Linked DNA regions of Mus musculus: regions 2, 3, 4, 5 and 6 are each linked to region 1. Evidence: chromatin contacts called from public Hi-C and promoter capture Hi-C data. All regions are on one chromosome and are shown on one strand. Each heading gives the region's core, a stretch centred on a gene start, on an enhancer-like site or on the middle of the called end of the contact. The rest is flanking DNA. Distances are from core to core; before and after follow the strand shown.

Evidence for each region. Promoter capture Hi-C pulls out the DNA fragments that hold promoters and counts their contacts. Hi-C and Micro-C count contacts between places; a contact is called where the count stands out from the background.
Region 2: a Hi-C map of CD4 T cells shows a contact between it and region 1, with 4 times the contacts expected there. The contact joins the promoter of Commd8 here to the promoter of Chic2 in region 1. A contact is called at or near these places in 1 of 484 Hi-C or Micro-C datasets (CD4 T cells) and 1 of 9 other capture datasets (liver).
Region 3: a promoter capture Hi-C map of pre-B cells shows a contact between it and region 1, with 2.1 times the contacts expected there. The contact joins the promoter of Nfxl1 here to the promoter of Chic2 in region 1. A contact is called at or near these places in 2 of 39 promoter capture datasets (liver and pre-B cells).
Region 4: a contact with region 1 is called in a promoter capture Hi-C map of pre-B cells, with 3 times the contacts expected there. The contact joins the promoter of Polr2b here to the promoter of Chic2 in region 1. A contact is called at or near these places in 1 of 39 promoter capture datasets (pre-B cells) and 2 of 9 other capture datasets (adipose tissue and liver).
Region 5: a contact with region 1 is called in a promoter capture Hi-C map of pre-B cells, with 4 times the contacts expected there. The contact joins the promoter of Rest here to the promoter of Chic2 in region 1. A contact is called at or near these places in 2 of 39 promoter capture datasets (liver and pre-B cells), 1 of 115 datasets of contacts at active chromatin or transcription factors (thymic regulatory T cells) and 1 of 9 other capture datasets (liver).
Region 6: a promoter capture Hi-C map of pre-B cells shows a contact between it and region 1, with 3 times the contacts expected there. The contact joins the promoter of Slain2 here to the promoter of Chic2 in region 1. A contact is called at or near these places in 2 of 39 promoter capture datasets (liver and pre-B cells).

Annotation. Positions count from the first base shown.
Region 1 is chr5:75,042,704-75,047,172 of GRCm38.p6, forward strand. Chic2 (cysteine-rich hydrophobic domain 2) reads right to left here and starts at 1,938. Exons shown (of 6, transcript NM_028850.5): 1 at 1,477-1,938. The coding sequence starts at 1,595.
Region 2 is chr5:72,166,434-72,170,902 of GRCm38.p6, forward strand. It overlaps Commd8 (COMM domain containing 8), which reads right to left and starts at 1,756. Exons shown (of 5, transcript NM_178599.5): 1 at 1,646-1,756. The coding sequence starts at 1,711.
Region 3 is chr5:72,557,623-72,562,091 of GRCm38.p6, forward strand. Nfxl1 (nuclear transcription factor, X-box binding-like 1) reads right to left here and starts at 2,023. Exons shown (of 23, transcript NM_133921.3): 1 at 1,967-2,023; 2 at 1,392-1,646. The coding sequence starts at 1,644.
Region 4 is chr5:77,307,969-77,312,437 of GRCm38.p6, forward strand. It overlaps Polr2b (polymerase (RNA) II (DNA directed) polypeptide B), which reads left to right and starts at 2,516. Exons shown (of 25, transcript NM_153798.2): 1 at 2,516-2,662. The coding sequence starts at 2,644. Noa1 (nitric oxide associated 1) reads right to left here and starts at 2,118. Exons shown (of 7, transcript NM_019836.3): 1 at 939-2,118. The coding sequence starts at 2,088.
Region 5 is chr5:77,263,507-77,267,975 of GRCm38.p6, forward strand. It overlaps Rest (RE1-silencing transcription factor), which reads left to right and starts at 1,988. Exons shown (of 4, transcript NM_011263.2): 1 at 1,988-2,282; 2 at 4,426-4,469. The coding sequence starts at 4,435.
Region 6 is chr5:72,912,110-72,916,578 of GRCm38.p6, forward strand. It overlaps Slain2 (SLAIN motif family, member 2), which reads left to right and starts at 2,253. Exons shown (of 8, transcript NM_001113423.2): 1 at 2,253-2,904. The coding sequence starts at 2,516.

The DNA.
Region 1 (4,469 bases), core at 688-3,187:
TTGCTTTTAAAAGCACCCATAGTCCTTAAGTTCAAAAGAAAAAGAAAAAAGTCCTAAGAGTTAAACTAAAAATTAAATAGCAGGTTATAACACTAAAAGCATTATGATATACATTTAAACTGTATTATTCATAATTAGCTATATTCCTTAATTAAGTTTGTGTTGACAGTTAAAACAGAGCAGTTATTATGGTGCGAAGTCCCATCTCCTTATCCAGGTACTGAAACAATGCTTATGCAGTGTTTTTACCCTGTTAAATCACCTAAATGCACACGTTAACAGGTGCGAAGACACCAAGGTGTTACATAAGCACACCCCAACAACAACAACAAGGCTAGTCAGGATGACTACACAAGGGCCGATCTTCTGAGGAGCCTCACTGTTTGACCGCCTTGCCCACAGCACGCCCCACTCACCCTACACCAAAAAACAATGACAAGCGCTCCAGACAGCTTCAGGCTCGCTGCCTTTTTCTATCAGTGATAAAGTGATATGCAAGTACAGGAAGTTTGAGCGATGACTTTTCAACTGGAGATAGCAGCTGCAAAGGAGTATCAATACCCTAAGTTGTACAAACTCCGGATTTTATCAGGGAAATGTTACAAAACTTCCTTCTTCCGGACAACTCATTATTTGCCCCAAGTCTACATTCCTTTATTAGTCACGACCTTTCAGAATGCTTTCATCCCTTATTGTTTGAATAATATTGGGACTTTTGATGTTGCTAATAAACCTTACAGGGGCCCTTATCAAAGAAGCCAACCTAGGTCCGTGTCCCAAAACAGACCGGATTACAGGAAACTCGGTACTTGTAATTCCTTGTAAACAGATGTATCCTCCTCTTTTTTTCCGTCCACCTGTATACTTCTATCATACATAATTGACAGCAACTCGAATCAGTTTTGCAGAAATTTACTCTTGAGGAACTGGGAAGCCCCTACGTGTTATGTGTGATAGACACACGACAGTGAATCTCATTTACCAACTGCCACTGGGATCTTAACACCTCAGATCTGACCTCTGAGCCATATGTCAATAGGCTGTAAGTCAGGCAGAGTCCCAAAGAATAACGGGGGTGTGGGGGGTGTTACAAAGATGGATCCCACAAGATGTGTGTGTGTGTGTGTGTGTGTGTGTGTGAGTGTGTGCACCTCTAGCCTGTACCGATGGCCCATCAGGCAGACCCTAAAGAGCCATCTTCCCGGCTGGGACCCCACACATCCCCGCGGGCCACGGGGCCTGCTCCGGGGCTGTGGGAGGGAGGGGAGGCAGTGTCTGTCCCCACTTGGGAGTCCTAAACAAATGGAAGCAGAGCAAGTTCTCACTTCCTGATCGCCGGAGCTTCCCCCAAGGCCCCCGTCCCGCGCCAGTCACCGGGGACGGGGGTTTAAGAAAAGGAGGACCCCCAGGGGTCCCAGGGCCCACCCCGCCCGCGCCTCGCCACCCGTCCTCGTCCTAGCCCTCGCAGGGCCTTACACGGTGACGTGACCGGAGCCGCGGACCACCACCGGGTCGGGCGAGTACTTGAGCAGCTGCTCCTCCAGGGCCCGCTCCTCGTCCTCCTCCTCCTCGTAGATTTCATCGAAATCCGCCATCCCGAGCCGGCGAGCCCCCCGCCCGGGGCCCTGGCTCTGGGGCGGCCGCGGGGAACGGCTGGTGAGGCGGCGGGCGCGGAGGCCGCGGAGCTGGCGCTCGGCAGTGTGGGCTCCGGCTACTGAGGAGACCTGGTCCCGGCCGCCGCCGTTGCCGCCGCCACCGCCGCCATTACCGTGGGCAGGAACAACAACACAATGTCAACATCCGCCGGGGCCGCCACCCCCGCCAGCGCCGCCGCCCGCGCCAGCGCCGCCGCCGTCGCCGCCGCAACTCCGGCAACCACAGCAACAGCCCGAGCCACCCGCAGCAGGAGCAGCCGGCTACCGCATCGCGAGACTTCCCGGGAGCGCGGGCGGGCGCGGGCGTGGGCGCGGGCGCGCGGGTGGGCGGGCGGGCGCGTTCACGCGGACGGTCTCGCGCGCTCCCGGGACGCCGGCCTCTTCCTCCGCTTCCACCCGGCGCGGCCCCGCCCTCCGGCTCCAGGGTCAGCGACCCGGAAGGCGGCGTCTGTGAGGATCGGGGGCGCTGACCCCGACTCGACTCCTAGAGCCAGGCTGGAGTAATCTGTAGCCCAAACAACGACAGCGGGCGAAGCCCCTGGCCGGACCAGAGAATCTGACTGCCGGTTTAATAAAACGTTTTTAGTCCACGATGCGAAGCAGAGTTGGTTGACTTTGCCAACTTGAGATTAACAAAGCAGTGCATTCTCTTTTTTTTTGTTGTTGTTGTTTGGTTTGGTTTGGTTTGGTTTGGTTTGGTTTGGTTTGGTTTGGTTTGGTTTGGTTTGGTTTGGTTTGGTTTGGTTTGGTTTGGTTTGGTTTTTCGAGACAGGGTTTCTCTGTGTAGCCCTGGCTGTCCTGGAACTCATTCTGTAGACCAGGCTGGCCTCGAATTCAGAAATCCCCCTGCCTCTGCCTCCCAAGTGTTGGGATTAAAGGCGTGCACCACCACTGCCCGGCAAACAGTGCTTTCCTGTCTACTGTCCTACCTGATTTTCCAAAATATCTCCAAAGCCAAATATTCTGTCCTTTTAGCCCAGGTTGTTTGTTTGTTTGTTTGTTTGTTAACAAGAAATCTCACCATCAATACTACCTAACAAAGTTGACAAGTTCTCTGTGTTCCAATTAAGAAGTTGCAGTTGTATGCTTCGTCTCTCTAGTGAAAAATGTTTTCTCCACAAGAGGGGATGGGGGAAGGGAGGAACAGTGGACTCATGGATCACCTTGGACCTGGTTTCACAATCAAGAGTCTGCCAAGCATCCAAACAACATAGGAACAGAACTGGACTCCTACGGCAAACTGGACCATGGGGTAACAAGAGTTCCTCATTGGTCTGGAAAGGAAAGAGGAGTTGTACTGGACCCAGTGTCCACAAACAGTTCTCTACGCAGTGTTCGCATCCTTCAAGTTCGTTTACGGGTCTTTGTCCAAGCAGAAAACGTACAAAGGTTAACATGAGAGTGGAAAATGCTGGACAACTTAATCCTGGAAAGATCTGGGGAAAAAAAAAAGGGCAGTGAGCTAGGCAGGGAAAAATAGTCGATGCGTCAGACTTATGCTTTCCCAGATTTATTCATTCAATAAACACTGAACCTACTGTGTGGTCAGCTGTGTGTGTGTGTGTGTGTGTGTGTGTGTGTGTGTGTGTGTCTGTGCGCGTGCACGCGCGACTATGTATGTTACAGTCTCTGGCAGTAACTTTTCTGTCATTAAGGCAAGCAACCATAATTCTCTAGGGGGGTGGGAGTCAGAGGGTATGTCAAAGGCTCCAATGGAGCATACACACAGGAGGCAGCTTAACTTGGTAGTTCTGAAGGCTGACTTTGAATCGCCCTCTATCATTTCCTATGGGACCCTGGCCAAGTCCTTTAACCTCTTGGTCTTTGACCTGTCACAGGAAGACAAAAGTGCGGCGTGGTAGCACACATCTATAAAACCCTAGCAGGTGGGAGATGGAGACAGGAAAATTAGGCATTGAACATCACTCTATATAGCCAGTTTGAGCTATAATAGAGCCTTGTCTCTAAAATAAAATAGATATAATAGTACCTATCCCTTGGGCTACTTGACAGAGTCTCTTGATGTACGTGGAATGCTTAGAAGAGGGATATATAGTCACAACAGGAAACATTCTTGATTCTTCCCCGCTTCTCTGCCATGAAGATCACCACGTTCCTTTGGCATTGTGTAATGTTTCAGTGTCCGTGAAGTATTATTAGTTTCAGAGACCCTATGTGAACTTGCTCTTGATCCCGTGTGTATGTGTGTATTTAATACTCTCATTCAGGACTTCAACTTCAACACATTGGCTGCAGAGAGTTCCTGAGCCTCCTCCTTGACAGTAATCAAGAGCCCAGTGGCCACATTCAAAGAGTGGCTGCAGAAAGGATGAGGGAGGAGGAGGAGGAAAATGGGTCTGTTTCGGTCATGGGCCACACCCTGCATGCTGTGTACAACCCAGAATCCACCTCTCAGTCAACACAGCCGCTGAGCATCACCCAGCTGACAACTTTCCAAGGACAGAAGAAACTGGAAGAGCCCCTTCTTTCTCCAGCACCCTCCACAGATCCGTCTTCAGAGGAGAACCTACAAGAATGTTTTCTGAATGGAGATGGATCATGGCTGGCACTGCCGGCAGAACACTGGGAGTTAATTAGGCGGCAGAGGACTGGCAAGAAGCTCACTCTCGCAGCACTGACTTTGCGTGGGAGGAGCACTCTGGCTGGACTCCGACAGAGAGATCGGTCTGACTCCCATTGCCGAGGTGTGAAGAGAAGTCATTGTTTTTAGTTGTTTTCTTTCTTTTTGACTCTTCTTCCGGTTTGGGGGGGCGGGGGGGGAACCTGCTGGTGTCAGTAAAGGGGCTCGAGACC
Region 2 (4,469 bases), core at 506-3,005, 2.9 Mb before region 1:
CCTGCCAACCACTTAAATCCAAGTAACTGGGAAATGGCGTTGAGCTAAACGTCTTTAGACTCCAATCGCCTTAGATATGAACCCACTCCGTGGGGAACAGTAACCCCCAAAACACCACACAGATGGGTAACTTCTGACTCACCATATAAAATGGGAATACAACCAAAAGCCACCTGTAATGTCTACCAAACAGTATCCTGACACTCCCTGCAACTCTATAAGGTAAGCATTGTAACTGTTCTCATTTTACAAATGAGGACATTGAGGATAAATGATGCTCTACCATAACAGAGTTCCAATCTATCAAAAAAAGTACACATATAAATAAGTGCGTGTGGTAGAGGAGAGGGGATAGAAAAGGTGTTTATGACGGGTGCAAAGGAACAAGGAAAGAGCTGAATTGAAAAGATGAGTGGCCATTAGGCATTCCCAGCCAACGCAATGTGCCCGCACACAGGACTGGAAATAAAACCCCAGCGCAGGAGTGGGAATTGCATCTTTGGAAAGGCAGACAAGGGTGAAAGGGCAGAGGACCTTTGAAAAGGCGAGTAGGGGCCAAATCACAGAAGGCCTTGCATACAACAGAAAGGAGTGAAGGCTTTAATCTGCACTCAACTTTCCTGTAAGTAATTACATTATTTTTCCAAAACTTTGCCAAGATATTGTGAGCAGGAGTAAGTGTGAGACTATAGAGGCAGAGACCATAAACAGGTAAAGGAGGTTGAAAAGGGGAGGTCCAAGGATGAAACCCAGAGTTTCTTAAATAGAGTGGCCTGGTAAAGAAGGATGGTGACACCACAACAACCAATGCTGTGAAAAGGGAGTGGAGACCCAAACCAGGGATTTCCCATAGCTGTGGCAAAAGGCAGAGGCCCAGGAAGAAGACAGCTGGCTCAGCTCTCAGATTCAGGAGTCAAATGTTTTGGCCATCTCTATATAGGAGGAAAGACACCCTGAAAGTTAGGAGACACAGTCCATAGATAGGTTTGAGCTTTGGCCCTGGCTTGCTGGAAACCTGTGGCTGACATATTTCACTGTCCTCATTTGTAAAATCAAAGAAAATGTTTAAAGTACATTTTCTAAAGAACGGAGGGAGTGGCGTTAAATTTCTTTCATCTACAACTGAAGCCGACTTTGGGTAGAAGGGCCACAGTGGAGACTTCTGAAAGCCTGAGCAGGGCAGAGTGCCACCATCAAATCACTTTCACAGAGGTCTGGACCCTGGGTGTGCTGCAAGAAACCCTGGTTGGCTGTCTCTGGTCTCCACAAGCCTGGCTTTATGGGTGAGCTGTTTTCAGCGGCTGCGATCACCTCTTGGCCAAACTTGAGTGGCTACTCCTTTTCTGGTTAGGAGTTGGTTCCTCCCGCCCTCCAGGGAACAGGTCCCACCGGGTTCGACTCCTCACTGCATCCGCCGGACCTCACACAGAAAGGGGCGTTCGGGAGACCTGAACTCAAAGACTGCGGACGCAGCAGATCTCGGGCTCTACCACCCGAGCTTTCTAGAAGCAAGAAGACCCCACACGCACCCAGGCCTGGGCCATTCCTAAACCGCGTAAAGTCCTTAGGCCGCCATTGTGTCTCCAGGGGCCCAAGAAGAATAGTCCGGACCCCGGCCTTCCCGTGCCCTTCACAAACCCCTCACCCCGGCGCCCTGCTCCGGAGGCAGCTTCTGTAGCCGCCAAAGCGGCGTCCCCTCTTCCGGCTCCATCCCCGAGAAGTAGAGATACCTGTCACGTGACAGGCCTGAACCTTAGGCTTACGCTCCGATTCGTCCACGTGACTTTCTGGAGGGCGGGGCCGGCGGGCGGGCTCAAAGTCCTTGTGCGCATGTGCAAAACCTCAGCCATTGGTTTTCTCCTGTAGAAAAAAGAGCAAGTTTTTTTTCCCTCTTTTTTTTTGGGGGGGGGGGGGGGGGGGGAGGGGCGGTCGAGACTGAGGGGAAGTCTGTTACCCATCCGCTTGCTGCTGAAGGAAGATTTACAGACTTTTGCTCGGTTGAGACTGTGTTCAGAGACAGATCTCATAAACTTTCTTCACTGCAGAAAATCATCTAGTAATAGTCACAGCCTGTATTTGAACCCAGGGCCTTTCCCCCAGAGATCTGACAGTCTCCTAGTCAAAGAGTTTGACCTCAAAGACAAATTAAAGTTACTTTTTTTTTTTAATTTTTTTTTATTTTAAGAAGAGATGTGGGGTGGGGGGCTGGAGAGATGGTTCAGCAGTTAAGAGCACTGACTGCTCTTCCAGAAGTCCTGAGTCCAATTCCCAGCAACCACATGGTGGCTCACAGCCATCTGTAATGAGATCGAATGCTCTCTTCTGGTGTGTCTGAAGACAGCTACTGTGTATTCGTAGACATAAAATAAATAAATCTTTAAAAAAAAAAAAAGATTGGATCCCCCCCCCCCGTTTACAAACAGCAAACGCAATCCAAGACAGAACTCATAGAAAGGCAAAGTTCAGCTATATATTATTAAGCAACCCAAAGACTCATTATCCAAGCTAAGAAACAAAACAACCTGCTGGTAAAGAAAACCCATGTTTATACCCACACATTTACCACAGGAGTGAACCCAAAATTCTTTGAGTTGTAATTTCAATCCAAAAAAAAGAAAGTTCGTGATAGAATGAGCCTTGTCATGAGAAGGTGCCATAACAATTAGGGTGATTACAACCCAATATGTAATGTTAGGATTAAGAGTGTTAGAAAGTGCTGAGAGGCATAGATAGAAAAATAGATAGATAGATAGATAGATAGATAGATAGATAGATAGATAGACAGACAGACAGATAGATAGATATGCCTTGTCCACAGTCACATACATGAGCGATAGCTGCAGAGTTTGAAGAAAGAATGAGAGTTCTGCTGTTCTGCCTGGGTAAAGGAAGGCTTACAGGAATGCATGCTTCTGTGACCATGCAATGTGTAAGTTAATAGTGCAAAATGACATCCATCAGGATATAAAGGATATCAAAAAACGGGATTTAGACAACACTGGACACCAAGAAAAGGTTGACCTTTGAAACATGACTATATTAAAATTGAACTTCTGGCAGATGCTGAATTTAAAATATTACATAAAGTGAGAGGAAAGAGCCCTTAATATTTAATGTCTTTTCATTAGTAATCGCTTGTCTTTGTATGTAATTTAAGGCATCATTTTTTTTTAATTTTCAACTTTTTCATTAAAAAATAAAGCGTGTGTGTGTGTGTGTGTGTCTGTGTGTGTGTCTGTGTGTGTGTCTGTGTGTGTCTGTGTCTGTGTGTGTGGTGTGTGTAGGTTGAGGACAACTTATAGACATTGATTCCTTCCTTTTAGGGTCCTGGGGTCTGGACCCTAGTTTTCAGGCTTGCAAACAAACAAATGTTTTAAGTGCCCTGAAGCACTTTAAAACATTACCTGTCTGTTCTGATCCTACCTCAGCTAGGTGTATTTGCGTTTCTGTCACCCTAACTTTGTTTATAGTAAGGGCTTAAAATGCAGACTCTGGAGTTAAGTTTAAGTCCAGCTCTGTAAATCATTGGTAACTGTTATCGTCTGTATAGCAATGGCAAGCTAGTTCACGTCTCTGGCTGGTCTGCGTCTTCATCTCTCATTATTTAGAATGACCATGCAGACTTTACAGGGCTTGTTTTAAGTTCATACCTGTAAAGTTGTTTACATAAAGCACAGCCTAGCACCTAGAAAATGGTATGATTCCTTTCTAAGGAGACTTCTTCCCCTGCCTGTATATCGCCAAGATACATCCAGCCTGCCTTATGGGCCGTGCAGGCAATGCAGATGAAGGGTTGCAACTGGGAGATGTGAAAGAAGCCAGGGAAGCCTCAGTGCTGAGCAGAAGCTGGAACGCCAGCTTCCTCTTTAGAGAGCTTCTTTCTGGGGTCGTTTCCTTATTTTCTATTGTTCTTCCTGTTTTTGTTGTCTGTCATTTGGGGGTAGAGTTTCGTCCACAAAAAATCTCAAGTTCTTCCTCCCTCCTTTCCGTCCTTCTCCAATTTCTGACAGACATCTACAGTGCATACATATTTGACAAATTATGACTATATTGATCTCTTTTAATGTTTGCTTTCAAAGCAGCCAAATATGACCTGGAATATAGCTCGATGGCACAGTGCTTAAACAATAGCAAGGAAAGATTTAAAAAATTAAAAAACAAACAAACAAACAAACCCTAGCTGTGGTGGTCTGAATAGAAAGGGCCCCCATAGACTCAAGTGTTTGAAGGCTTGGCCCATAGAGAGTGACATTATTGGAAGGTGTGGTCTTGATGGAGAAGGTGTGTCACTGTGGCGTCGAACTTTTAGGTACCAAATGCTTACTTAAGCCAAGGCTCATTTCTTTTATAGCTGCCTTTGTATCAAGATGTAGAACTCTCAGCTCCTTCTCCAGTACCATGTTTGCCTGCATGCTGTCATGCTTCCTGCCATGACAATAATGGACTAAAGCTCTGAAACTGTAAGCCAG
Region 3 (4,469 bases), core at 773-3,272, 2.5 Mb before region 1:
GTATCTGTACTTAAGGATATTGTACCCTTTCTTTCCCTCAGGAAATGTTTTCCTTTTCTTATTGCAGCTAATTTGAGTGGTGACTATCAACCAAAACAGACTGTTTTGGGTAAAAACGGAAGATAATGTATATGAGGCTTTCTTTAGAAATCTTTGAGAACACAGAAAAAGAAGAGCAGTAACTGCTGTGAGACATCTCAAAATTACAAGGAGGTCATTAATCTCTGGGAATGAGCCGGGGGGGGGGGGTTGTTAAAAAAAGCTGAATTGGGAAGAGATGACACTTGGTACATGTATGTACCTAGTACCATTTGGAAGAATGTCACCACACAAAGTGACCAGGTAATTGTCTTAACTTATTCCTTCCTCACAAATGTCAACTACTATATACTTTATACTATACACTATACACTATATACTATATACTATATACTATATACTATATACTATATACTATATACTATATACTATGTAGAGAATGCTTGCTTTCCTACTATCCACAAAACCCAAGCCAGCTTACCAACTTGTTCATAGGTCTCTAAATAGCACACTGCACCTCTATGATTAACTGACCAATTGCCAGCAAAATCAACGCAAACTAACTTTCAAGTTACCCTGGGAAACCCCACGCAGAGACTCAATTTTGCTCCTAGCAGGAAGGGAGAACTGATGCAATTCTACTATAATTTCAGAAATAAAAATTTTAAACCTCTTCTGAAAAAATACCTTCCAAACACAAAACACTTTCAGGGACCACTCTCTTTTATCTGGAGTGTTATGTATAAACACTCTCAACGTCGCCCTAAAAGATCTTGGACCAAGGCTATTGGCAAATCCATCGTGGCAACACCTGATACATCATGGAAAGACATGGAATTTCTGCACTGGGATCAGTTAAAAACAACAACCAAAACGCTTACAGGGTCCAAAAAGTCAGGTAGCCTGGGAAAGATGGCTATCAACAACTGGTCTTGAAAGTCGAGTTGATTAATGAAGAATGGAGTTCCCAATCTGTTCGTAAATGGAATTCTGAGACCTTAGCCTAGCTTGCTGTTACCATACACACAGATGCGAAAGCACAAGGTCCTATTTTACGACAGATGTTAAACATCTTAGATTATAAAAGAAAACAAACTCTGGCGATCCATTTACTGAGTTAACCAAATCAGCTGCACACAATTGAAGAAAGTGACTAACAAAGGCAATTATCAATTAAAATGAGGATGCAAGCGATGAGATGAAAATCTGCCTGAATGGAGACGGTTCCCTGAGACTAAACTCCGGGAGCTGTTAAAAAGTGAATGAGAGACTTGGAGGGCCCTGGCAGCCAGCGATAAGTAGGGAAGTGACTTGGGGAGTTTGGTGGGGCGGGAGACCCGAGCCATCCTCACCTGAGCCATCCTCACCCCGGGCCCCCGGGGGCTGCGGGGCTTCGCCTCCAGCTGAGCGCTGCCCGCGACCCGCAGGGGCCAGAGCTGCTGCTCCCCCGGGGCCGGGGCCCGAAGACACCGCGCCCCCAGACCCTTTGGCTCGCCCTCCTCCAGCGCCACCAAAAGGGACTCCATTTCCTGAGAGGGGCACTGCGGTGGCCCGTCCTCGGGCTCGGCCTCGGCCAGCGGCCACCTGGCGCCAGGGAGCGTCCATCCCTGCAGCGGAGAGATAAAGGAGAAGGAGCGTGAACGGGCGTCCGAGGATGGAGGCGGCTGCCGAGGGACCGCAGGGTCAGGCTGGGTGCGGACGGACCCCGCGACACGGAGACCCGGGTCTGAGGAGGTTGCGGCCCTGTGTCTCCCGAGGGCGAGTCCCGCCAAGCCCAGGCTCGAGCGACGGGCGAGGAGGGAAAAGACGGAGGGCAGAAAAGAAGCACGGAGCCACGAGGAGCCCACCCGGGACAGGAAAAACCCAGCCACGGGAAATTCTCCTCAGCCTCAGGAGAAGTGCGGTAGGCACAGAAACGCGAACTGACCGTGCGGCCGCGGCCGCGGCCGGGAACCAACTGCTGAAGTGGACCGCACCGAAAAGCTACGTCTCCTTACCGACGGCGCCCACCGCCAGGGACTACAACTCCCAGAAGCCTCCGCCCGCGGACCGCAGAATGCGTGGCAGCGAGGCAGCTTTTTTTTTTTTTTTTTTTTTTCCCGGAAGAGACGAAGGAATGCTCAGTGCGCATGCGCGGTCGTTCGCGGCCTTTGGGGAACTACATTTCCCAGAGTGTTCCGAGGCTCATGAAAAGTAGACGCCTCCGTTGGTGGGCGTGCCGGGAGCATGCTGCTACTGGCGGCTGCTCCCAGGAAATACGCGAGGTTTCAGGATTCAGAGAGGGCAAAATTCACAAACAGTTGTTCTCGCCATAGTCTTGCTGCTTGCAGGTAGCAGGCAGGTCCTCGTCCAGGAAGTACTTAGAAAACAGAAGACGCCATGGGGAGCAGGATCAGAAGAGCCACGGGAGCATTGTAGGAAAAAATGGTTTGAGTGGAGAAAGCTTTCAGAACTCACAATGAAATCTAGCCCCTAGTATTAACCACCTTTTATACTTTAAAACAAGCTTTCCCTTAGAGACTGCTTCTTTTCCTTTCAAGGCTGCTCCCTCCAGTAGATTCATTAAGGAAAATAACTGAAAGCCAGCAGCTAATCTTTACGTATAGATTGCAGAAATTCATTTAGTGGTCTCTTGGAAAATGAGCTGAATTTTTGTTGATATTTGAAGTTATACAATCCTTAAATTACCCTTCAGCTTAGTTAATTTCCCAACATTTACCACAAATATATTTAGATGCCATTCAATGTGTCCAGGAGTGTACAAAATATTTACATATATATGTGTGTGTGTCTGTGTGTGTGTGTGTGTTTGCACATATACAAAGTTTTACACTTATAATTTATTGAGATGAGTTTTTTTAATATTATCTAGGCTGTTCTTGAACTCATGATTCTCTCACCACAGCCTTAGAAGTTGTTGGGGCTCCAGGCCTTCATCATCATGTCCATTGTGTCAATATTTTTTTTTATTCAAAATAACCTTATTTATCATTCCAATTTTACCACTGGGAAAACTAAAGCATAGAGAGGTAATTGTGCTGAAACTAAGCTTTAATTCTATCATGTTTTTAATTTCTTGTACATAGGTATTACATCATGGCCTATAATTCATCCAAAACCAGTAAATGTCGAGGGAATATTGAGGTGGCTGATGATAAGGAGACCCTCATAGAACCTTGGTGTGTAGCACAGATCTGCGTTAGCACATTGTCCAAATCTCCATACTAAACCTTCCTGAGAACACATTCCCTCCAGTCCTCCAAACATTAGTTATAAACTATTCTAATATTTATCGAGAGCTTCAAACAAGCATTCCTTCCTTTTCTTTTACATACCTGTTTAATAACATGTGGAGTCTCATCATTGAAACCAATTTTTAATAAATAAATGACACCAAAAAAATCTTTTTCAACACTCCAGCAGGGCCTGGGTTGCAACTAGGTAAAGTGACTCCTGGCCTCCTCTCTTAGACATATGATGATTGTGTAATTCTCTTTAATGTTCTGCATCTGCAATGTCCTGATAAGCCACGTGGAAACTAGTTACTCCTCGGCCTTTGTAATGAAACCTGTAAGTGGCTGGAGGTTTAAGTCAAGGGGTATGCCCTTGAAGGATTCTCTCTCTGTCTCTCTCTCTCCCTCCCTAACTCCCTCTCTTCCTCCCTCTTTCCCTCCCTCTCTCCCTTTCTCCCTCCCTCTCTTCCTCTCTCTTTCTCTCTCCTAGAGGTATGAGATTTGGCCCCCACCACACATGCCTAGAATGATATATCATTTAACCACAAATACAAATCAGTGAAGCCAGTCTTTTAAGATTGAAACCTCAGGAACCCATAGACCAAAGCACACTTTTCCTTTTTTTAAGGGAGTTTATCTCAGGAATGTGATATGGTTCATAGAAAGCTGGAAAACACATACGGCTATTCCAATTATATTGGAGTACTTTAAAAGGCAAAAACTTCACCTATTCAAATTTTTCCATGAATGTAATGAGAATTTATAATGATAACCACTTTGACATCAAACAATGTTATGAGCTCACTGCATGAACAAATACTATTACATCATAAGCCTTGACCATGCAGAACAACACAGGAGCATGTGTAAGTGGAGAGTACATTTTCAAGTTTTTCATGCTGCTATGTTTACTTTGAAATTTCAGATAGCAACATAAATAAAGGTTCTTTGATGTTTTTCAAAGGGCTATGGGTTTACAGAGTGAGAAATATAACTTTGAGCTTGTATTTGACTTTAATTAAAAAAAAAAACTTTTCCCACAAAAAGTTTTAAAACTTAATAAGGTGAAAAAAAGATGAATAAAGTGACAGTCCCAAGCATTGGGAGTGCTCAGATTTTCTGGTAGGAGTGGAAACTGCTTAAAAGTCAAAAATAGATTTGATGTACTACCAAAGTATTATGATTAAAAAGTTCCAT
Region 4 (4,469 bases), core at 1,266-3,765, 2.3 Mb after region 1:
ATTTAGATAACATGGTTCCTCATGTTGTGATAACCCCCAATCACAAAATTATCCTTCGTTGCTACTTCATAACTGTAATTTTGCTATTGTTATAAGTTGTAAATAACTGTGCTTTCTGATGGTCTTAGGCAATCCCAGTGAGAGGGTTGACTCCCAAAGACGTCATGACTGTGCACTGCTGTAGTACACCCAAGGTACATAGACAGCTTTAAATACTCAGTGCCAAAGGGTAGCTAACGGAGTTAAACTCTGGTTTCAAGGGAACACAACCTAATTCCTAAGACTATAGCTCTCCAAGTATGCATGTTTCCCCTCCTCCTTCCTCAGCTTTTTCCTTGAGACAGGCTCTTGCATGGCAGCCTCAGGCTCTGCCTCCCTAGAGCCCTGATAACAGTGTCACCATGCCAAGCTGTTAGTTTCTCAGAAAACTGTCCTTTCTTCTTGAGATATCTCCCCACACCATACTGTATCAGCTCTTTTATATGTGTTACAGTCCAAGAATAAGTCAATTCAGGGGGTGAATGAAGAGTAAGATTGGGGGGTAAGGGGTCTTAGAGTAAAAAGAAAAGTTTATTTTGTTTATGGATCCCATGGTAGCCTCCAACGATGTAGCTGAGAATGGCTTTGATCTCCTCCTGCCTCCACCTCCCTAATGCTGGGGATACAGGAGTTTGCCACCGCACATCCTTTTGGATGCGGTAGACTAACTCAGGTTTCGTGCATGCTAGGCAAGCACTTTAGCCCCAGTCCCTCTAGAAACATCTCTATTAGAAAACCAAACATGCATCGAACTTCCAAACACTAACCTGTCACAAGAGGTATGTCCAAAGAGAGGAAAGACATTTTAAAGGGACGGCTCCAGGCAGCTCAAGGTGGACATTTAAGGATATGTACTAGGTGCCTGGGTCAAATCTAATTTCTCAGCAATGGGGCCTCACCTGGCCAGGGGGAGATGGTGGCCCGGTCGATGGCTTCGGAGCCCTTGGCGGTGCAGTAATCAGACTCCAGGAGTGTGTTAAAGAGAGTGGACTTGCCAGCATTAGTGGTGCCCACCAGGTAGACATCACCACGGTAGCGCCAGGAGCGCTGAAGAGCAGAGATCATTTCTTCAACTCCATAGCCCGTCTTGGCGCTGATCAGTCGCACGTCCTTGACTACCGTGCGGGACCTGGAGGACGGATTCTGATTCTTTATCTCCTCCAGTGGCTCATCCCCGGCAGGGTACTGTGGTCCTTGATGACCAGGAGCCACCACGAGCCCGGCGCGGATGCAATCGTCCCACAGCCGCTTCCGCAGCCGCTTCAAGTAGCCGGGAGCGTCCTGGGGCAGCAGGTCCACTTTGTTCCCCAGCACGATGAGTTGCTTGGGGCCCACCAGCTTGGGCAGGTCGGGCAGCAGGGCGTCCGGCAGGTCTAGAAGATTCACCATATAGAGCACCAGAGCCGGCCCGGGACGCCGCAGCGCTGCGCTCACAAGCTCCAGGTACTGATCGCGGCTTACCTGCAGGCGCAGGGCTCGTCCGTGGTGCACCAGCAGCCAGCAGCGTTGGCACACGGTCCGCGCCGGGCCGCCTTCCGCCTGGGCAGCGTCGCGGAACTTCTCCTCCGGCAGGTAGCCCGGCAGGCCGGGATGCTGGCAGTGCAGCTCGGCTCCGCAGCCCGAGCAGTAGATGCCGCTGGGCGGCACCGAGGCGTCTGGAAACTCCGGGACAGGCAGCGTCCGGAAGCCCGCCCGCAGCTTCTGCTGAAGCCGCTCCTCCCGCTGCTGCAATCTCTCTCGTTCCTTCTCCTGCTGCAGCTGCTGCAACTCCCGCAGCTCCTGCAACTCCCGCACTTGTTCCTCCGGGGTCCGCTCCGGGACGTACTCCGGGAACAGAAAGCGTTCCTCCGTGTCCGGGCCTTCTGCATAGTCCTCGGTCGCCGTGGAGCTCGGGGGAACCCGACGGCCCAAGGATGATGCACGCTGGCGGATGGGGACCTCACACTTCCCCTCCAGAAGCCACCGTGCTGGGCCGTAGCACGCAGCGGCCGGCGCGGGGCCCCGCCGGAGCCCGCAGAGCAGCCCGCAAGCCAGGCGCGCGGGCAGCATGTGGACAGCGCGAGGAGGGCGGGGCCTCGCGCGCGCACGCGCGCTCGCGTCCGAGAAGTTCCTCCCCCAGCGACTAGACGAGAGGGAACTGTCCAACAGTGCGGCCGATTCTCGCACTCTCGCGATGACAGCTCTGAAACTCGAGAGTTCAGGCAGACGTGCAAAGGCACGGACTCGATAGAGCTGGGTGAGCAGAAGGTTCTCCAGTGCTCAGTCCACACGCGGAGCCATTTCTTTCATAAATCTTCAAACAAATCAAAACACGCAGCAAGAAACTTTCATTAGCGTAACCTAACTTCTGGCTAAGGAGCCGTCTGTCCTCAGCGGCAGCCAGCTAGTCATCACTCGCGCATGCGTAGTTCAAGTCCAGCCAGACCCTTTGCCAGTCGTCTGCGCAGGCGCAAGCCTCACACCCCGCCCCCTCGCTGAGACGCCGAGGATTCTGGGAACGTCGGAGACGGACATTGCTTGGTATCGCACTCTTGAGTTTGCCGCCGCGCTTCCCGTCTCCAGCTTTGCGATTCCGAGTAAGAGCTCCAGAAACCTTTGGCCAAGATGTATGACGCCGACGAGGGTAAGTGACCGCTTGAGGCACGCTTCACGCTATAGCCCCTTAGGCGGGACGGCGGGGGACCTGCAGCAGGGATCAGCGCCAGCCGCCGCATCCCGTCCGTGGCGCGCGGGCTCCCGGCAGCCTGGTTCCTACGATTTAGCCCGGGAACGAAGTGGGCTTTGCTAGCGGTGCAGGCTCGGGGTTCACGTTCCTGGGTCGGCTTGATTGCTCCCTACACGGCCTCCCGTTAAATCTGTAACCACCTTCCAGAATCGACATAGCGTAGCTTATTAACTAACATTTAGTTGTTTGATGTTGATTGATTTCATTTATCATTTCAGTCGACTTATTGAATAGCTATTATTATTATTATTATTATTATTATTATTATTAAACGGCACAGGGAATTGAACCCAGGGCCTGTCTGCACATACTCTGCTTCTGAGCCATATTTCTAGGCCCAGGAAGCTCAATTTTTGACCACGTCCTTGTGTTAGACATTGTTAAACTCTGGACGTATTAGGGACAAAGAACGGGTTCTGGGTTGACATTCCTTCACACTGTCTTCAGTTTAAGTAAACTGCCTTAAAAGATGGCCTTAAGCGGTCACTTCCCACGAGATGACAGTTCTAGGATGGTATGTTTTCCATTTTCACGAGGACAAAATGGCTTTTTACTTTTTGTATGAACACTTCTTAGTCCTACCCATTTTATTTTCATGTTGTGTGTGTGTTTTTTTTAAGCTCCCTTTTCTCTGATCAAAAATCATTTTATTCCAGCTCCCAACTTTGTGGCTGTCCTATGCATTCCCCTCCCTCCCCCTTTTCTCATGGAAACAATAGAAGCAAACGCTTTAACTTTTAAAATTGCTTCAATGTCTCAGACCCATTCATACCTCATTAGAATCTATTAGAATCGTTATATTCTTTTTAAAGTTATTCTTACTTGAAGGAAATTTAGGAGCTTTAAAACCATATGACATTTATTTATTTTGTGCATATGTATGAATGTGGGCGCACTCATGGGGTGTACCATAGAGGTCCTGGAGTTTGAATTCAGGTTCATGGCCCTCAGACTATATATTTCTGTAGAGCATATTTCACTCTTCAGATACTTTTAACAGGAGCGTGATGCTCAAACGAAGCTTTCTTACTGGACTGGAGATGTAGCCTGGTGCTCGTACTGCCTAGTGTGGGCCATGCTCTGCAGTCAGTCTTAGGCATGGAGGGGGTGGGGGAAGGTCATACTATTTGGAAAGCTGTACAGGGCATGGTGGGCATGAGTTGACTCTCTTTCAGAGTTTCTGAATCAAGGGGGCTGGAGAGATGGCTCAGCAGTTAAGAGTACTTGTCGCTCATTCTTGCAGAGGACTTGGGTTTGGTTCCCAGAACGTGCTGTGCATGAATCTAGGAGATCCAATAGTACATATCCGGAGCCCATGCGTGCATGTAGGCATAAAGATCATATGCATAAAATAAAAGTAAACCTTGAGAAAATCTGTGGGATTTCTGACTGGAATGTCTGTAAGTGGCTCTTACAGTTTGGCATTATCAGCGAGCATTGGGAAAGTATTAGAAGCTTTTTAGTGACAGTTCTGGCCTTCAGAGCAAACAAGTCAGAATTGCAGTGCTTTTTCTGACCTTGTCCTGAAACCATGTGACCTCATTCTAGCCGCAGGCTTTACTGGAGAGTTGAAAATTATGAAAACCCATGGAGAGGATGTATAGACCCTTTATCTTTGTTTCTTTTTGAGACAGGGGCTCATCGTGTCTCTCAGACTGGCCTGTCATTTATGGTGATCCTTCTACTTCTTGCCTCCTGAGTGCTG
Region 5 (4,469 bases), core at 738-3,237, 2.2 Mb after region 1:
TTCCCACCTCGACTAGCCTAATCTAGGCAGTCCCTCATGGGCATTTTTTTAAAAGATTTATTTATTTATTATGTCTGTGTACGCTGTAGCTATCTTCAGACACTCCAGAAGAGGACATCAGATTTTTGTTACAGATGGTTGTGAGCCACCACGTGGTTGCTGGGATTTGAATTTAGGACCTTTGGAAGAGCAGTCGGTACTCTTAACCGCTGAGCCATCTCACCAGCCCCAGTCTTGTGTATCCTTAGCCTGGCCTCAGACTAGCTATGTAGCTGGACATGACTTTGAACTGCAGTCCTTTTGCCTTGAACCCTAAGTATCTGGATTACTGACCCAAGCCACCAACCTGGTCTCTCTCTTCACCAATTCAATGGGAAGGAGTTCTTGTTTCGTTTGCTTTTCATTTCCCTCTTCCTCAATTTTATTCCTCTAAGAGTTCTTTTCAAATCTGATTCAATGCACGGAGCTTGCACTGAAAAGACTCTGGTGCGCAGCGGCCTATACCTGTAAGACCAACACTCCAGAGGTGGAAAGACCACAATTTGGATGCCTGCCTAGACTATGTAGGGAGACTGTCCCAGAAAAAACAGCCATTGAAATCTTTGGTGGTCAAGTACCTTAGGGCCTTCATTCCGCCTTGCCTTCAATTTTGTACCAACTAGTAATATATTGTAGGGTTTTGTTTTGTTTTGTTTTTTTTTTTTGAAAGATGGGTTCTACAGCGTGCCAGAAAAGAGGTAAAGGAAAATGTCAGAGAAACCTGAAGCTCTGCTTCCAGCCTCTTAGCACCCACCTGCTGCTACCTCTGTAGTAATGCCAACGAGAGGTTCACACATTTAGATCCGGAAATGCCGGGCCCTGAAGGCGGCCGAGAGCTTTAAACTCTAGCTGGTAGTTCACTAACTACAAATTAAAGGCTACAAGGCCCACTTCCAGGAAGACATTAAAAGCAGGCTAAAAAAGCATTTCAGGTGAGAAGGGACAGGACCTGAGACTCCCTGTCCCCATTATAAGACGTCAGGTACTGAACTGGACTTGGCTTTGTCTCAACCCCCACAAGGACTGATTTTCTCCTGGTTAAGAGTTTGCAATGTGAAAGCATTTTGACCTCATGAAGCTTAAAATTACAGTTAAGCATAAAGATCTGTGTAGGCAGGCACTTAGATTTTGTTTCTTTGATTGAGAAAGGTCTCACTTTGTAGCTATGGCTGGCCTGAAAATTCTTACATAGCACACTAAAGCTTTAAGCTCTCAGCAATCCTCCTGCCTCTGTCTACTGAATTCTGAGTCTGATTGCAGACAAGAGCAATCCCCCACCCCCGGGCCCCCCAATTTGTCAAGTCAATGACCTGGATCTCCTGGTGCTCACGCCTTTCAAGTAGGATTACAGACTTGTGCAGCCAGGGCCGATTTTCGGGTTTTGTATTGTTTTTTAATTTCTTGCACTAGTGTCCCTAAGTAGCCCAGGTTGATCTTGAACTCCGGCCTTTAACTCTTGATCCTCCAGTCTCAACAGCATTCTGAGTGTTGGGATTAACGGCGAGAGCCCACACGCCAGGCCTGAACAGTATTTTTCGAGGCTTCAGCCTTACTTAAGAGGCCAGTGACAATACTTCTCAAGAGGGCGGTCAATGCCTGCACGTTTTTTCCTCCAACAACCCCAATTCTCGTGCACGCCCGGGTAAGGCTGGGGCTAACTTCTGCTATTTGTTTATAAAAGAAAGAAGCTCAGGGAGTAGGTTCCGCCCCTTTAATGAGCCTAAGGCGGGAGTCGGGGGCCGGGCGGATTAGGTAAGTTTCCCCCGAGGCGCGCCCCCAGGCAGGCCAGGAGTCCACTTCGAGCCTCGGGACCGAGGGGCGGGGCGCGCTCGGCGGCCACGCGCGCGGGCGGGGAAGGGGGCGTGTCGGCGGGCGCGCGCGGACGGCGAGGGGGCGTGTCCGGCGGGCGGGCGGGCGGCGACGGCGCGGGCCGGGTGCGCGGCGCAGCGTCCTGTGCTGGAATGTGCGGCTCCCGCGAGCTCGCGGCGCAGCAGCAGAAGACCGAGGAGCGCCGCCGAGGCCGCGGGCCCCAGACCCGGGCGGCCGGGACCGCAGCGACGGCAGAACCAGGGCCGGCGGTCTGATCCCGCTCCGCGATCGCACCCCGGGATCTCGAGGGCCTCGACGCCCAACTTTTCCCCGCTCTCCCTCCCCTCCCCTCCCCCGAAAGTCCAGCAACAAAGAAAAGGAGTTGGAGCGGCGGCGACGCGGGGGTGGCGGACCGTGGGCGCACAGTTCAGAGGGTAGGACGCGGCGGAGCGAGGAGAGCGACGGGGGAGGGCGGCGGGCAGGCGCGGAGCGGCGCGAGGCGCTGTCCAGGGCTGATTTGCAGATACTGTGGCTCGGGCGGCGCGGCGGCCGGGCGGGGGCGGGATCGAGTTACGGAGCGAGTCACGGGCTGGGCCGGGGGCTGGTGCGGAGCGGCGTGGGCATCGGCCCCCAGCGGAGCACGGGGAGGCCCTTCCGCACGGCGCTGAGATCCGGGGCCACGGAGGCCGGAGCGCCGCTGCTGGTGACCGCGGTCCTGAAACTTCCCCCCTCCGCCCTCCCTCCGCCTCGGGCCCAACGCCCCCGGCCCCGCCGGCGTCCCAGGCTCGCCGCCCCCTCCCCCCCAGTCGTAGCAGGGCCGGAAGGCGGCCGCCCCGCTTGACTCAGCCCGGGGCACGGGCGGCGCCGGCGGCAGGCTGGACAGCGATTTCTGCGGCCCGCGCTGGCTCTGCGCAGCGGGGGAGCGAAGTTCGCAAACTTCCGGGCCACGGGGGCGGCGGTGGCGGCCCGCGTGGGGCCCCTCGCAGCGACCGGGGGCCGACAGCCTCGGGAGGGCGCCGCGGAGCCCCGGTACAGGCCCGATCGGACGCGGGTAGCGAGGTAACTTTTCCGCCCAGTCCCGGCCGGGCTAGTGGCGGGCGGCGGGGGAGGGGGCTGCGGGGCCGCGGCCGGCCGGGGAGGCGCCTCTAGGGTGGTGGGCAGCGCGTGAGGTCCGAGCCCAGGCACCGCCCGCGGGTTGGTGGCGGAGAGGAAGCAAGAGGGCCCAAGTTTGCAAAGAGCTGCTTTGTGTTTGGTATTTTGAGAAAATGGCCGAATGCCTATTTCAGTTAGGAATGCCGCCGCCGAGGCCGGCGCTGGTGGCAGCGGCACATAGGAATTCGGTGCAACACGTTGCTCTCGGGCTGTGCTTAGCACAGTCTGCCCGAGAGACGTGGAGATTTCCTTGGGAGTGTGGCTGCCGAGGTGCGTGGGGGAAGCTTTAGAGTGGATGTTGAGGTCCGTTGTGGAATCCGTGGGGCTGTTGAACTAGGGGAGAGCCGTTTCCTGTGATGGCATTCGGGCTCAACTTTTTGTTGGGGCATGTAACTGAGCGAGCGAGTGAGCGGGCGAGCTTGTGTTTTAGACTCTAGGTGAAGCGGCCCGCTTTTAGTATTTTCGGTTTTTAGTTTGTCTTTTAGTACTTTTTTTATTCTTTGCATATCTTGCCTTTAATAATTTGCAAGAGGCACACTGAGTTCTGAGACTGGTACCTTTGAGGCTGGAGGTTGAGACCATTTAGAAACTCAACTTGTTTTCAAGAAGGTGATCTGTAATGGCTTCCCCTAGGCAAGTAGGCCAAGTCAAGCACAATGCGGCTAAGTTGGTTGACGTGTTGAGTTGCACGACTCTTGAGGGAGTTTTCTAACAACAACAAAAAAGCACTTTAAAACTTCCCCTTTTGTGGGAAGAAGGGATCCGTAGCCACCCCTTTAAGAGTCATCAAAAAGTTTTTTAAAATTTGTTACTTTTTTCAGTTTATTCTTTTAGAGTTAGTTGAATTCTCATGAAGAAGTTGAAGTCTTGTAGATTTCTTGATGTGCTCATTAGAGGCCCCAGAATCGCCTGTGGTTTTTCTTTCTCTCTCTCTCTCTCTCTCTCTCTCTCTCTCTCTTTTCCTTTGGAGTTCTCATTCAGACCACTGAACTGTTGGAGAAGTGAGACAACAATAGTTAACTATTCAGTGATTTGGTTATTAAAATTTTAGTTAACATTAAAAATATTAGCCACCAAAAAGAAGACTTGCATGCCGGTGTAGACCCAATGGGTCAAAGAATTCGCTTTTTTTTTTTTTTTTTTTCTTCTGGCTATAGAGGAAACAGTTCCTCATCTGTTTTTGTGATTGCAATAAAGAGAATTGAAAATTCACAGCACCCTTGCCCAGGCCTATCTAGTGCTAGGATTACATGCGAGTACTGCCATACCCAACCAGAAAAAAAAGTATTTGAATGTTGTTGTTAGAAGTTAACGAAGCTTGTTGAATTTTAAAGGTTGCATTGGAAAGATGCTTGCTTTGGGTAATGAGGGCTTTATTTATTTATTTATTTATTTATTTATTTTGGGGGGTTTTGCTTTATCCAGAGTACAGTTATGGCCACCCAGGTGATGGGGCAGTCTTCTGGAGG
Region 6 (4,469 bases), core at 1,003-3,502, 2.1 Mb before region 1:
ACTAAATTAAAAACAATGTGTAGTAAGGCAACTGGGTTAAAAAATGTCTTCTATGGATTTCTCTGTATGAGCATATTCATACTTCTATTTTATAATCATGACTCACCAGAATCCTTCACTTCTTGGTAATAGATTTGTTATTAGAGATCACCTAATTTACACATTCGGACAAAAGGCAAGGCCCAGATTAAAGAGAGAGAAATAAAAGTTCAAGGACCACGTTCATGGGAAGAGGAGACCTTGCCAGCGGAGCGGATTCTGATCACCGATCTGCATGACCTCTGGCTCTCTCAAGACCGCTGATGCTAACTTCATAATGGTAACTGACTTTGTCAAGGAGTATGTCTAAAGAATTCATTAGAAATGTGGCGAACATGGGAGTTGGACTCCATGTCATAAGCTGATAATGTAAATGTATTACTGCGATGTGTGATTTCATCTTGGTGGTGATTCCTTCAGCAATGAGATCAGATATGTCAGGCAGTGTCATAACATTTAATGTGCATCACACAGATAATGCATTTTGTTTTACAAAGGCATCCTGTTAATGGGTCTGTATAGCTAGGGACATAGTTATACTTGACAGCAAACTGTAGCACCCTCAAAGAATTTAATTTTGGTGTCTGTCTGGGGGTTGGGCTATCAAAACATATCTTCCGTTTAATTTCAGCACAACAGGCACTGACTGTGCACTTTGTCAGCCTCATAAGCAAGGAAAATGGAATGATTCCTTTTAATCAGCTGTACAGATCAAGCCAAAGACTTGCTAGGAAAAAATGTAATTAAAAATTACAAATATCTGTAGCCAACTATTGAGGTGATGTCAGCACAAAGACAGTAACTCCTTCAGGGGTTTTTCCAAAGAGGCATCAAACATGGTAGGTAGGGTAGTCGAAGCAGGGAAAATACAGCATGGAAAGGCAGGAGGGTTAAGTCTTATGTGAGTCCACACCCGGGTGTAATAAGACTGGTTCGGGTGTAATAAGACTGGTTCGAGGGTGGAGGAGGCAATTGGAGTCAACTGCAAACATCAGCCAAAAATTTGAGAGACCAGGCACGGTTGGCTGCTTACCGTATAAGTAAACCAAGCAGCTCACAACTGACAACTGTGGAAGAGTGAGCCAACATGACAGAAAAAAAGCGTTTAAGTTTTGTTTGCAGTCGCTTCCACCAGTACGCATTATAAACAGATGCCACCGAGGGCAGAATTTTACATTTACCACCCCTCAACATTCTCTATTGCCTGTCAACGGGTTGCTTGAATACTTTTCATGTACAAGTTAAAAAAAAAAATTCAAGGAGCATATGCCTTTAATCCCAGCTTTTGAAAAAAAGGCAGAGGATGAGTTTTTCGAGGTCAGCCTGGTCTACAGAGCGTGTCTCAGGACAGCCAGGAATACACAGAGAAACCTTGCCTCAAAAAACCCAAAAAGTCAAGACATACTATTAAAAAGTCTTTTGGGGGCGAAGGGAGAACCCAAGGAATACAATGCACATTAATTACTACCGTTGAAAGATTAGTACAGAAGTGTTTTCCATCATCCTCTTGTCTCTGGACCTGTAAACCTTAAGCCAACGAAACAAAACAACCCCTGCCCACGTGTTTTAAACGGATGAAATAATGCCTTTAAAAGTGCTTAGCGCAGTGTCTGGCTTATAGGAACCACTCAACAAATTACGGTTATCATTTTGACTTCCGAGCTCTGAACCATTCGGGATTCGGGTTCTCATTTTCAGGGGATGGAACGGACGAGCCACAGATGGTCTCTGGGGCTGCTGCCAGCTCCGACAGTCTCCGGTTTCAAGCAGGAACCAACTCAGTATTGCCAAACAAACCAAGGGAACGGTCCATGCGACCAGGCGGGGCCGTCCGACCGCGAGTCTCCGCACAGACGCCTAGGGCGGGGCTGAACCCGAGCCCGAGCCCGAGTCGGAGCCGGAGCCAGAGTCCGGTTCTGGGTCTCACACCCGCCCGCGATGAGCTTTGGGGAGGGTAGGCGGCCAGGGCAAAACTCCAGCGATAGCTTAGCCCAGCCCGGCCGGGCCCTGCCCACCTTTGCCGGCGCCCACCACACCCCTTCCGGCCGGGGCCCCGCCCCAAACAATGACCACGCCCCTCCGGGCCCTGTCCCGTTTCAGGCCCCGCCTCCAGCCCCGCCCCACCGCGAGCCGGGCGCTTAGTTCTTTCAGCCCGCGGGCGGCCACGTCCTCCCCCGACGCTCTGAGGTCACCGACCGGGCTGGCCGGCAGGGGGCGGAGGGACGGAGGGAAGATGGCTGCCGAGGCCGGATATTGGCGCCGCCTCCCCCAGTCGCGGAGCCGGCGCAGATGAGGCGGTTCGGCTGGGGCCAGCGGCGCTTCGCAACCCGAGCCGGGGAGACCCTGGCGGTGGGGCCTGGCCCTGCTCTATGCCGGCGCCTCGGCTAGCGTGAGCGGTGGCGGTAACGCCTCTCTTTCCCCCCGACCCCGCGCTTCCCCTGCGGCTTGGGGAGTCGGAGCGGGCGGCGCGGCCGGCATGGAGGACGTTAACTCCAATGTGAACGCGGACCAGGAGGTGCGGAAGCTGCAGGAGCTGGTGAAGAAGCTGGAGAAGCAGAACGAGCAGCTGAGGAGCCGCTCGGGAGCCGTGCAGGGTGCAGGCCTCCTCGGGCCCGGCAGCCCAGCTCGGGTCGGCGTGTCCACCCCTTCGTCGGGCGCGGCGTCCCCTCGGGGCTTCCCGCTGGGCCTGGGCGCCAAGGCCAGCGGCGGGGCGGGCTCCGGCCCGCGACGGACCAGCAGCGAGGACCTGCGGGACGCCACCTCCTTGCTGGCGGCCGGCGAGGGAGGCTTGCTGGACGAGGTAGAGCCGCTGCGGCCCGACGAGCTGGAGCGCTTGTCAGGCTGGGAGGAGGAAGAGGAGAGCTGGTGAGCGCGGGGCGCTGGGCCCGGTGGGCCTGCGGGGCGGAGGGGTGTCCCTGGGGGAAAGCAGGGTGGGCTCGGCTTGTGGTGGGGACGCTGGCTTTTGCCTGTTTCTGCTGCGGGCGGGCAGGTCCGCTGGAGTTGGGGGGTTTCGAGGCGTGCCTTGGAAACGGGTTTGTAGCTAGTTCTCTGGGTCGTGGAACCTCTGGGTGCAGGACCCAACTGGACCCAGATGGGATCTGTGGCTTGGCACAGTCCCCCGTGGGCCCGCACGCTCAGAGCACTCAGAGGGTACCAAGCTGCTTCGTAGGAAGGGATCCTGCTTTGTGTGAAAGACGGGCTTTCGGATGGTGGTCTGAGCGGTTTGGATTGTAGGGAGGGGTCTGCTTCAAGAGGTAACAACCAGGTGCGGGGACATAGAGAGTAGCTACTAGCAGGCAGTGCTTTGGACCGGAGTGAGATGGGGATGTTTGTGGGGAGGCCGGGTGGACGTCACTCCCCTTTGGGTAGTGGGGGGAGTAAAGCTTTGCTTTGTGTGAGGAGGGCAGTGGAGAGGGATGGGGCTGCTTTGTGTGAAGTCGGTGGTGGATCGGGGAACCCTGAATTTTATATTGGAAAACAAGAATTGCATACGACATAATTTCGGAGCCGTGAAGCAATAGTTAGTTATCCAAGCTGACTATCATTTCCGTGCCTGCCATCCTGGAGGCAGAGAAAGGGTCCTAGTTAAAAATCTAGACCAAAGCCGGAGTTATCACGAGGCACCTCTTGACGAGCTGAGGTGACCCCACACCTTAAAGTCACACTTTTCGGTAGGCCATGAGAAGCTTTCCCTCGAGTTTTATTTTTGATTAAAAAAACACCTGCTGGAAATATCCTCATAATTCATCCGTTCTTGAAGTCCTAACTTTTAGCTAGAACGTTTATGCTGTTGACATTAAAACTTCTCTGAAGTCGAAACCTCTCGTGGACTGGTATCCAGGCCTCTAACTTTGAAGAATTCTAAGCACTGCCTGGATGCAGGCCCTAGATTTGCCACTTTAAAGGTTTCTGACCTTGGAGAAGTTACTTTGAGCGTCACTTTTTTCCTCAGAGGAAAATTATCATTCTTGTGTAGAGTTCTGAAGGTTAAGTCAGATAATCCACATGTACTTTTAGCAGTGGGTGGCTTGGCATACAATAAATTCTCCAGGACTGGGCACTGGTAGCCTTAAGCCTGGCTATTTAAATCAACACTATTTTGTGAGTTCACATGTGATCCCTGCTGTGGGAGAGTCTAAAGATTCTTAAGTGCTGATGCCTGTGTGTGAGGCCCTGGCAGTCCTAGTGAGAGCTAAGTCTTGGGCAGTTAAACAAGATAGAATGTATACACCGTGAGGTGAGAGGAGAGCTACAGAACAGGAATGCTGATTGTGCAGACGCTAGCGCCTTGGTCCAGATCCTGGGGCAAACTCAGGAGAAGGTAGAAGTCGGAGAGTGGCATCTAGGAACAGTCCAGCATTTTACGTTAAAAACTACAAGAAGTACTGGTAACTTGTGTGTAGGACCATATGAATGACAGGCATTGCTTC